Regions from separate parts of the Sus scrofa genome. Here region 1 is linked to region 2. Evidence: chromatin contacts called from public HiChIP or PLAC-seq data. All regions are on one chromosome and are shown on one strand. Each heading gives the region's core, a stretch centred on a gene start, on an enhancer-like site or on the middle of the called end of the contact. The rest is flanking DNA. Distances are from core to core; before and after follow the strand shown.

Region 1 (5,574 bases), core at 2,326-4,825, 66 kb after region 2:
GTGTTGTGGCCATGTGCCAAGGCCTCACCAATGATCATCATCAAACCTTTCAGTGCTGATGAGCAGAGCCCACAGTACCTTAAATATCTTCCCTAAGGATTATAATTAATGTACACTGTGAATTTAAAAGTAACACCTCAAAACAGACACTGACAGGAGTTCCTGTCATTGCTCAGTGGTTAACGAATCTGACTAGGAACCATGAGGTTGCGGGTTTGATCCCTGGCCTTGCTCAGTGGGTTAACGATCCAGCATTGCCGTGAGCTGTGGTGTAGGTCGCAGACACGGCTCAGATCCCAGGTTGCTGTGGCTGTGGCGTAGGCCGGTGGCTACGGCTCTTAGACCCCTAGCCTGGGAACCCCCATATGCCATGGGAGCGGCCCAAGAAAATGGCAAAAAAAAAAAAAAAAAAGAAAAAACAAACACTAACATGTTTTTAAAAAATCAGCTGTTTCTATAAAATCAGCCTGTATAATGAAACTCCTTTGTCACAAACAAGGATGTAAATAGAGGAATTTATACGTGACTAGATTATTAGACTCATATTTTATTAGAATTAGAAAAGGCTTAGATCATTTCTGCAGACTGTCTTCCCAACTTCCTTCCCTTCCCCACCTGTTTTTTTTTTTTTTTTTGGCTGTGCCCATGACATGCTGAAGTTCCCAGGCCATAGGAATGACAACACTGGATCCTTAGTGGCCAGGCCACCAGGGAACTCCTTCCCCACTGTTCTTACAATGGGAAAACTGAGGTAATGATTGAGAGCCCAGACTCAATTACAGATTTCCAGACTCCTGGTATAAGCCTCTTTTTCATAAAGTAATTTTCTATAAAATATTATTTCAAACAAATAAAAGCATAATACCCAGATTTTTAAAAATGTTGATGTCTTAAGCTTCGAGTCTTTAAAAAAAGAATGAAAACATTATATTAGCAGACCCCCCACTCCTCTAATCTATTCCCCCACCTCCTTCTCCAGAGGTAACCACTACTCAGGCCGTGGTGTAGTCCATCCTTCCTGTTCATGTCTGTATAGCATTAACAAATGATTATATATCCATAAACCACACCATGCTGCTACAGAAGGAGCCGGTCTTCAAAACAAGGAAGAGCCCTTCACTCAAGTATGCTTGCATGCAATTAAAACCTTTGGGCTTTGGCTGGATTTTGCAAAAAGAAACTAGGGGAGAGCTTCAAAGTCTTGTTGTTGTTGCTTTATAGGGCCACACTTGCAGCATATGGAAGTTCCTAGGCTAGGGGTCGAATGGAAACTACAGCTGCCGGCCTACGCCACAGCAACGCAGGATCCAAGCTGTGTCTGTGACCTACATCACAGCTCACGGGTAAAGCTGAATCCTTAACTCACCAAGCAAGGCCAAGGTTTGAACCCACATTCTTATGGATACTAGTTGGGCTCGTTTCTGCTGAGCCACAATGGGAACTTCCTAAAAGTTTTTTTTTTTTTTTTTTTTTTTTTTTTTTTTTAATAATAACCACAGAAGGATCTAGTGAAGTGCCTTATTATTTGAAGTGAAAATAAATTGGGCAAATACAAAAATGTTAATACAATTTTTAAAAATTCTTCTCAAGTATGTGTTCGTGAAACCCTGGTTTATAACAACCTAGTGAGAGTGACCTGTCACCAAATAATAGGGAAAGATGGATGAAGCAATTTAACTATAATAATAGTTTATACATCTGCTTCCAAGACCAGCTCAAATGTCACCACCTTAATGAATCTGTCCTCAGTCCCTTCAGAATTAATTCCTTCGACAGTCATTTATTCAGTGCCAAAGCCCTGAAGATACAAAAGTAGATCAGACCCAGTTCCTGCCCAGAGCTCAGAAATAATTACACAATAGTGTTTGATAAATGCTCTAACAGAGGTATCCATCAAGGGTTAGTGGAATCTAAAATCTCCTGGCGCAAGTGGAGAAGACTTTCCAGAGGAGGTTAAATCTAAGCTGCATCTTGGAGGATGGGGAGGAGTTCACAAAACTGAAGATGGAAGGTCACTGCAGGCAGGGCGCTACTGAATGAGAGGCCACAAAAGATGTTAAGATCTTAGTTTGAGAAGGACAGGTAAGGATAGACATCAGAGGTAAAGAGTTAAGCTGGAAGACTGGCAGCAATTCAAGCAAAAGATGACACAATTGCAGGCATGAGGTGGGAGAGGGAAGGAGTTTAACAAAAACCAGGAGATAAATTTAGCAGAACTGATTGTATGGGGGAAAGAAAGAACATGGAGGAGTTTAGAATGACTACCGAAGGCTTGGCAATGGAGTGGGCAGCGAGGCCATTAACTAAAATAGGAAATACCATACAGAAGAGAGCAGGCAGGAAGAGGGCAGGTTCAGACCCCCCTGCTGCAATCTTTTTTTTTGGCTGCGGCATATGGAGGTTCCCAGACTAGGGGCTGAATTGGAGCTGCAGCTGCCGGCCTACGCCACAGTCACAGCAACGTGGGTTCCAAGCCGCATTTGCAACATATGCTACAGTTTAATGGCAACACCGGATCCTTAACCCACTGAGCAATGCCAGGGACTGAACCCGCGCCTTCATGGATACTAGTCCAGTTCTCTACTGCTGAGCCACGACAGGAACTTCCCCACCCACCCAGCATTCTGAGTGGGCCATGAAGCCTCTCCTTTGTGGTCTTAAATGATTTCCCTTTCTAGGCCAGAAGTCACTCCTTCCCCTGAGCTCCAGAGTTTCTTGTCTACCTTGCGCAAACCGAAGGAGTTAAATCTGCTGCATTTACAAGTCTGTCCCTACCTTAAATCACAGAACAAAGGCATGCAGTCTGGCTGGTCTGTGCATGGCCTTATCTCACAGCCTTAGACTGGAGCCTTCCAGATGCTTCCACGGAGTCTGCACCAGATGCCAGAATCGGCGGTTAGCATCCATCAAAGCAATGACCTAAACCTGTGAGTTAGCAGCTCCCGTAAACTACCTGAAGCATCCGGCCCACAGTACCTGCTTTGAGTTTGTGTTCCCATCTCATCCCTGGTAAACAACCCTGAGAGGCAGAGAGATTCAGATCCACAGAGGCCTGCGACTGGGGTTCCAGGTTGGCAAGTGGCTGACCAGCTGCCCCTCATGGCACTGCCCTACTGCGCATGAGGCCTGCTCTGTACAGGGGGCTGCACCTTTGGTCGGCTGGGGAGCCACCTGGGCTCTGAGCGACACCTCCAAGGCCCACCCCTCAGGACAAGGCCGTGAGGACACTCACCCACCTGCCATACTGACTGCACGACATTTGGCCGCGTCAACCCCATGGCGCCAAGTGTCCTTCTGGGACGCACGGCCTGGCCCTGAGGACACAGCCCATCCCTACCTTCATTCCCGCAGGCCGCATCCTCTGTCCCACGCTAGGGCAGGAACCTGGGGTGAGGAGAGCGTGAGGCCAGCACGTGGCCTAGGCCCTTGGGCTGCAGGTGACTGGCTGGCTGAGGCCAGGACGGAAGGGGTGTGGCTGGCGCGTGTTGAAGGAGGTGCCAGGGTCAGTACCATCACGAGGTCCCGAGTGCTGATTGGCTGGGCCCAGGCACGAGGAGGGGGCGTGTCCGCACCTGAGCCTTCCTCTGGCTTTTGGGCCAGAGGAGAAGGGAGGGAGTTCCTGCCAGGCAACTGTCTCCTCCTCTTCCAACTGGAGGCAAAGGGCAGCAGGCAGTTTGGATCGGGACGAGGCAGCTGCAGACACCAGACATGGCGGGGGCCGAATTTGAGTCGCTGGAGCAGTGCTTGGAGAAGCATCTGCCACTCGCAGACCTGCGGGAGGTCAAACGCATCCTCTATGGCAAGGAGACCAGGTGTGGGTCACAGAAGTTGGGGAGGGGGGACTTGGGGTCAAGGGGTGTGGATCTAGGGGACCAGGCAGAGTGCTTCAGGATCTGAAGAGGTCTGTGGAAGCTGGGGTGGGGTAGGGGGGAGTGCAGTCCTGAGTTGGCCAGCAGATTAGGTCTAGGTCTGAGTAGGAAGTCTTGTGTGACAGCTTGGCTTTGGAACCTCAGGGTTGTACAACCCAGGGGTGACCTTTACAAGCCAATTCTCCCCCAGTTTCCTGGAGACAAAGGACAGTTTTTACTCTTCTTGCCTATGACCACCCAACTCTCTTTCCCAGCTTCCAGTGACCAGCTTCTTCCCCAGACGAGGCCTGTCCCCTGGGTGTCTGTCTATGTCAGTACCTCAGCCCAGAAGCCCCAGCCCTTCCTTCCTGCAGTGACCCAGCTTCTGGTGGATCCTCAGAGGTGGAGGCCTGAGTCTGGTTGGTGAAGCAGCCTTTCCCACTGGCAAGTTACAAGAGTTAGTTACCTCGCTCAGAGCAAGTGGTTGTTCTGCTCCCAACCTGCTGTGTGTATCACTAGGACCTTCTGAGGGAAGTGCAGAGCTGGGCACTGGGCGAACAAAGCTGGAAGACACTTCCCCTGCCACTCTTGTTTCTCTTCATTGTACTTTTCTCAAAGCAACCAGAAAATGTAAATCTTATCCTGTTGCTCCTTTGCTTAAAACTCTAAGGGATTCCCACAGCCCTGAGAATGAAATCCAAATGCTGACCTCATGCAACTCCTGACTAAATGTCCTTCCATGTCCTTGCCCATAACCCCAATCCCACCAGAGTGCTCGTGCCCTGACCTCACAACAGCAGCTTTGAGGTTTGAGGGAGGAATCTGATCAGCTCACCTGAACTGAGGGTGTTGATTGGATCAGAGGTTCCCAACCACCAACTGATGTGGAGTATGGGGGTGGGCACAGGCCTCAGAGTCACAGGTGTTTTCACTGCTAGTGGATGGTAAAAGTAGAACAGCTGCCTTTGGCAGCGGGCACAATACAGAAGTCTGTCAGGAAGAGCTCTTCATACCCAAAGAGAGGTGCTGGAACCAGATGACCTTTAGGGCTTTCACCGCACCTGGAAAAGCTCATCACAAGGGAGCCCTCTTAGAGTTGAGGCTCCCAAAGAAAGTGTCTTAAATCAAGAGGTGTCTCAGATACTAGGTTTGTTTAAGGATGAAGTGGGCATGCTCTCCTGGGAAAAGACCCAGGTCCAGGGTGTCAGGGAGAGTCTTAGGAAAAGAGAAAGGTTTTCCACATGGTTGACTGGCTGGAGCTCATTCTAGAGCTCAAGGTAAGGACTGTTATGTAAGAAGAACTTCATGGGCACATTTGGATTGCTGCAGAGGCAGCGGGACTGGAAGTAGAGGGAAAAGGAGCCAAATTCTATCTGCGCCCCCCACCTCAGGCCTCTTCTTGGGGCTTGGTTCACAATAACTGAGTAAATGCTTCCCCTTTTGCATTCCTTCTCCTAGTCCCTTTTCTTGGTTCTGTTCCACTCGGCACTGAGCTCTTCCAAGTACTGGAGTATAAACCTTTGTACTTGCCCCATCTGTGTGATTGGGTAGGATTTGGCTAGGAACAGATTGCAAAGTGCAGATATAAAATTAATCATTTAAAAACGCTTCTCCCTTGAGTGGTTCCTGTCATGGCTCAGAGGTTAAGGAATCCAACTAGTATCCATGAAGATGTGGGTTCCATCCCTGGCCTTGCTCAGTGGGTTAAGGATCTGGTGTTGCTGTG
Region 2 (5,337 bases), core at 1,516-4,015:
CACAGCCAGGCAGGCACTGTGTCTCGTCACGTTGCACATGTCACGTGTCACATGCAGAGGCCCATGGCATCCAGTGTTGTGTGCACTGGGTGACCTTGGTGCCCCTCCTGGGCCTGCAGCCCCCTCCAGCCAGGCTCAGGGTTTCCCCCCAGTACTGGGTCCACACCTGGGGAAGGAGTTGGTGTGTGCTCTGAGACTGGGGTGCAGACCAAGTGCTCCCTCCTGGGCTGCAGTAGAGGCCACTGCCATGGCCAGAGAGGCTGCGATGGCTAGCAAAGGGGGGCCCATCCAACACCTCAGGCAGCAGGGGCAGCCCTGGCTGTCCTGGCTGCTGTCCCTCAGGTGCGGGGCCCCCTCCCCAAGACCACCCCCCACCCTCCACCTGCTGTGCCAGAGGATCTTTGGGGCGACTGGAGACCTGGCCCCTTGGAGTCACCCCAGGGCCCCACTTCCCTCCTGGCATGGTGCTCCTGCCACCCGGGCTGGCCAAACTGTCTGAGGCTGTCCCTTTACTGGATGACAGGAACAAACATCAGGGCTTTTACTCTTGCTCACAGGCCCTGTGCTCTGGGTCAGGTGGGTGAGGTGTGGGCTCTGGTCAGGCTCTGGGGTGCTGGGAGAGCACTGGCCAGAGCACCCACCCAGGTGCAGGAGGTGAGGTGGGCACACAGGAGGACAAGGCTCCACCTCCCTGAGCCCAGCCCAACCCCCTGGCTGGGAGCACTTGGGGGAGCAGGCTGGGTGTGGAGGGAGGGTCAGGAGTGGAGGGTGAGCAGGCATGGCCTGCTGTCTGCCACCTGACTTGTGCCAGGCCCAGAGCAGGGGCATGGGCGGGCCAGGAGACTCTGGGTGATGGTGTCTGCATTTCCAGGGCTCCAGGCAGGGAGACACCATGATGTCTGGAAGCCTGGAGCTCAGAGCCAGAAGCTGGGGAGGGGCTCAGGATGATACCTCACCAGCACCCCGTCAGGCAGGAAGCAGGGACACCCAAGTCTCCAGTCTGCCAGCAGCACTCTACCACCTCTGTAGCACGGTGACCCCAGGAAGGGTCTCTTCAGACCTCATCTTAAACTGGGTGGTGCTGGGCTGCGGGAAGAGTGGGGAGGGGGTGACTTTGAAGTTCTGACAGCTGCTGCTATGCTGGCGCCTGGGTCTAGGCTTCAGGCCGTTGTTCTCTTGAAGAGCCTCCACAGCCCAGGACAAGGCTCCCCTCCCACCTGGCTCTGGTTTCCATATCCACATTGACGCGCCCAGGTCAGCTCAGAGACACAGGATTCCCAGCGGTGCTGCCCTTTGACTCCAGGAGCATCTTCCCAGGGCTGGACTCGAAGATGGGGTGGTCCTGCAGCTGCCCGGCTTCAGGCACCCAGGGAGCAGCCTTGTGTGCTTCTGCTTTGGGGGCCTTAGTCTGGGCATGAACTGGAGTTCCGTGAGGTCCTTCCACTTCCTTAATTCCAGAGCCCCCCATCTGTCTTTTTTTTTAGGGCCGCACCCTCGGCATGTGGTAGTTCCCAGGCTAGAGGTCCAATCAGAGCTGTTGCTGCCAGTCTACACCACAGCCACGGCAACACCAGATCCTTAACCCACTGAGCGAGGCCAGCAGAGCCCCTCATTTGGAGGAGGAGTCGGCAAGTACCTCAGGGTGGCCTGGCTGCCCCCAGGGACGCTGGGCCCTTCATCCTGGGTCAGGCGTGCTTTCTCCCTGATGCGGCCCAGCTGGCCCCAGAGAAACAATCAGGGGCCAGAGGCCACCAGGTGCATCCTGGACAGGAACAAAAAGCGGGTGGGAGCGGGTTGCGGGGCAGGAATCTGAGAACGGAATTCTGGAGCAGGAGAGCCCAGCTGGCCCCACTGCCGGGCCTGGGGAGCCAGGGCTGGACGGAAGGAAGGGCGGGCACCCACAGCCTTCACGGCCTGGATTGGGGCTGGGCAGGGAAACCAAGGCCCAGAGGTAGGAGACGGGACACCCACCACCCTCAGTGCTCCCCCAGCCCCGGTCTGACACCTGGGGAGTACCCACAAGGCCAAGAGCACAGACCTGGCAAGACAGCGGGGTGGAGGGGTGTTATTGGGGGAGGCAGACCGTGAACAGCCCTCCTGTGTACCTGCTTCCTGTCATGGGCTGTCCCTGGGCAATGGCTTCATTGGAGACTTTAAGACACATGGCAACTCGCGCAGGACGCTTCCCGCCTTAAGCTGCAGTAGGGGAAGGCTGGGGACTTTGCTGCCTCAAGAGCAGGTGGGTTCCAGGGCCTAGGGAGCTGGCTCAAGGGCTGAAAGCAAGCTAGGCCCTACTGACCACCCTAGGCCTGGGGTACTCACCACAGAGGGTGCTCTCTGAGGGCCAGGTGCAGAAACCAAGCTTTCAGCCCTTGGGCACTGGGTGTGGCCGGCCACACATGGGGAGTTCTACAAGGGAAGGCTCCAGAATGGAAACTGCATGGAAGAGCCTCATAGCAGCCCACACTGGAGACTAGAGTGACCCCAGCATTTGCTGAGTGTTGGTCTCTGCCCAATGAACCACCTGTAGTCCTGTCTGGGCCCCAGGTGACTCTCAAGAGGAGCTGTTCCTTTTTGTCTTTTTATTTTTATTTTATTTTATTTTTTTAGGGCCTCACCCACAGCACATGGAGTTTCCCAGGCTAGGGGTCCAATCAGAGCTACACCTCCCGGCCTACACCACAACTCGGGATCTGAGCCTTGTCGGTGACCTATACCACAGCTAACCCACTGAGCAAGGCCAGGAATCGAACCTGTGTCATCATGGATGCTAGTGAGATTCGTCTCTGAGCCACAGTGGGAACTCCGAGAGGAGTTGTTCCTTGTGTGTTTGAGTGAGGCCTTGAGTGGATATGGGCCCCAGGTGTGGGCAGGAGGGTTTTGTCTCAGCTGTAGGAGTTTGCTCCCTGCAATGCCCGGAGAGCAGGTGAGGGAACGCAGAGCCTGGGGGAGGCTCCCCTGGTGGGCATTGCTTCCCCAGGTCCCTTGGATTCTGACTGGTGGCACAGCTCAGGAGGTGACAGAGCAGAAGACAACAGTCTCGTTTTACAGGTGAGGCAGCAGGTCCCTTAGGGCGGGCAGGAAAGCCACAAGGCCAGGGCATCCCCCGGGGTGTTCCCAGGGGCAGTGGCCCACCTAGAGGGGGAGTTCCTTCACTAAGCCACAGGAAGGGGGGTGCCTTCATGAGTGCGGGAGGACAGGACAGCACAGCCTGCTGTTGCCAGTAGGTGGCTTGGACCCAGTGAATGGGGGTAAGGGGTCTGCAGGCCAAGTGGGGGGTTGGAAAGGCAGCCAGGGACAGGGGACTTCCCAATTTGAACATTCTCATGTGCCTTGTCCCATGAAGTCTCGGGTTTTCCTTGAGTTATGTCAGGGTCCTGAACAGGGGCAGAGTGGGTGCAGGGACACTGAACATCGGGAAACGGGGAGCAGGGGACCCAGCTGGCTGGAGGGAGTGAGCAGGGGAGGCTGCCAGGCACTGGAGGCTGGGTCCTGGCAAGTGAGGGGCATCTCCTAGGGCTCTGCATCTGAGGCTGGAGCAGCTGGCCGAGTGCCTGTGGAGGCTCTCTCTTCCCACTGGCCCTCCCAGCCTGCAGGGCTGCTGCACAGCCCTGCTCCCATGTGTGACTCTGCTGGTCCCAGGAGATTTGAGAATGCAAGGTTCCTGTGAGCCCTTAGCTACCAGCACCCCTGGCCTCTGAGCAATTGTCCTGCTGAGCACAGAACTGGGGTTACTCCCGATTCAAGGGTGGAAGAGGGGCTCCTCCTGCGGCTGTGCTGAGGTCCAATCCATGTGAGGTCCTTCCCAATCTGGAATCCACAACGTGGATCTGGGGGACGGGGCCTGAGATTCCAGGATGGTCTGCGATGCGGGCTGGGAAGGTGGAAGGCCTGACCAGGCCCCAGAGCCGGGGAGGTCTCAGAGGGGTCACTGGAAGTTGAGGCCGGCTTCCCAGAAGCATCCTTTGAACCGAGGCACCGGCACACGCAACCCACCAGATTCAGCAAGGGAGGACAAGGCTGGGGCTCTATGGCAGGCATGTCCCTTCGGGCCCTTGTAAGGATACTGAACTTTCTCCTTCGGGAACTGGGGATCCATGAAAAAATCTGAGGAGGCGCGGTCACAGGGCGCTTCCCAGGATGACGTCGGGGCCCGGCCCGCCCCGCTCCCAGGATGTGCTCCGGAAGGATCTCAGCGGCGAGGGCAGCCCTGGGGGCTTCTTGGAGAGGAGGGAGCGGGGGCCCGGGCCCCTGGGCAAGGACTCGTCGGAAGGGAGGGGCGTGGCGCGGGTGGAGGTGGCCGGAGAAGGGCGCGGAGGGCGTCCGCGGGGCTGGCGGGCCGGTCGCCCTGGCGCCCTCGGGCCTCGGTTTCCCCGCGCGGCGGGGCGGGGCGAGTCGAGGGCCGCGCGAGCCTGGAAGTCGCCTGCAGGGGGCGGCCGCGGGCGGCGCGGCCGGAGTCGAAGTCGCAGCCGGAGCTGCGGCGGAGACCGCGGGAGCCGGCGAGCGAGGAGCAGGTCAGAGGGGTCCCGGGTCCGGGGTCCCCAGAGTCTCAGGAGGGCTGCCTGGCGGCGTGGGTCTGTCGGAGCTGCTGGGCCGGCATGGCGGGCGGCGCGGGTCCCCTCCCTCAGGTGCCCCGCCGCCCCGTCTCTTCCCGCCGCTCCGAGAGCGAGTTCGAGAGCCGGTCCGAGCCCAGACCGCGGCGGCGGGAACGGCGGGCGCAGGGGCGGCTCCGGCGCGGCCTCCGACCTCGGCCCAGACGGGAGGCAGTGCGCGGACCCTCCGGGCCGCCCCGAACCAGACCGGAAGGTGCACAGGGGAGGCGGGGAGGGGAAGGGGCGAGGGCGCGCGGCAGGAACGTCGCGGGTGCGTCCGGGGCCCGAGCGCTGGAGGAGCCCTCGGGGGGCGCCGCCGGGCTGGGCTGCGCTGGGCTGGGCAGTGCGGCCGACCCCTCCGACGAGGCTCCTACAGGTGGCGCGGCCGGCGTCCGGGGAGGCTGGGGGAGCAGACGGCGTCCCGAGCGCCTGCGGCGCCGCGAGGAAGGGGAGTTGGACGCCGACCGAGCGCGGCCTCGTCCGGTGGGCAGTGGTGGCGGGAACCGGACTCGGGGGACACAGGAGAGGCCGGGCTGGCTCCGACTGTACTGGCCGGCCGCCGGGCTGTCCCGAGCCGAGGTAGGAATGGCGGGAATGGTGGCGGCCCTCGAGGGACTTGGCGCAGGATGCCCAGGGGATCCAGGAGGGCCCGGGCCAGAGGAGCAGAGATGCCTGAGCACGGGCGCGGCCAGCGCGCTTTAGACTTGTTTCCCCGACTTTACAGTGGAAGGAAGGTGGAGGCCAG

Evidence for each region. HiChIP or PLAC-seq counts read pairs in DNA pulled down with a chosen protein or histone mark.
Region 1: an H3K27ac HiChIP or PLAC-seq map of alveolar macrophages shows a contact between it and region 2. The contact joins the promoter of UPB1 here to the promoter of ADORA2A in region 2. A contact is called at or near these places in 2 of 5 promoter capture datasets (both in liver), 8 of 47 Hi-C or Micro-C datasets (embryonic fibroblasts, fetal heart ventricle, heart right ventricle and 2 more) and 1 of 2 datasets of contacts at active chromatin or transcription factors (alveolar macrophages).

Annotation. Positions count from the first base shown.
Region 1 is chr14:49,529,633-49,535,206 of Sscrofa11.1, forward strand. UPB1 (beta-ureidopropionase) reads left to right here and starts at 3,576. Exons shown (of 10, transcript XM_001929254.6): 1 at 3,576-3,812. The coding sequence starts at 3,709.
Region 2 is chr14:49,464,421-49,469,757 of Sscrofa11.1, forward strand. ADORA2A (adenosine receptor A2a) reads left to right here and starts at 2,766. Exons shown (of 3, transcript XM_003483462.4): 1 at 2,766-4,514.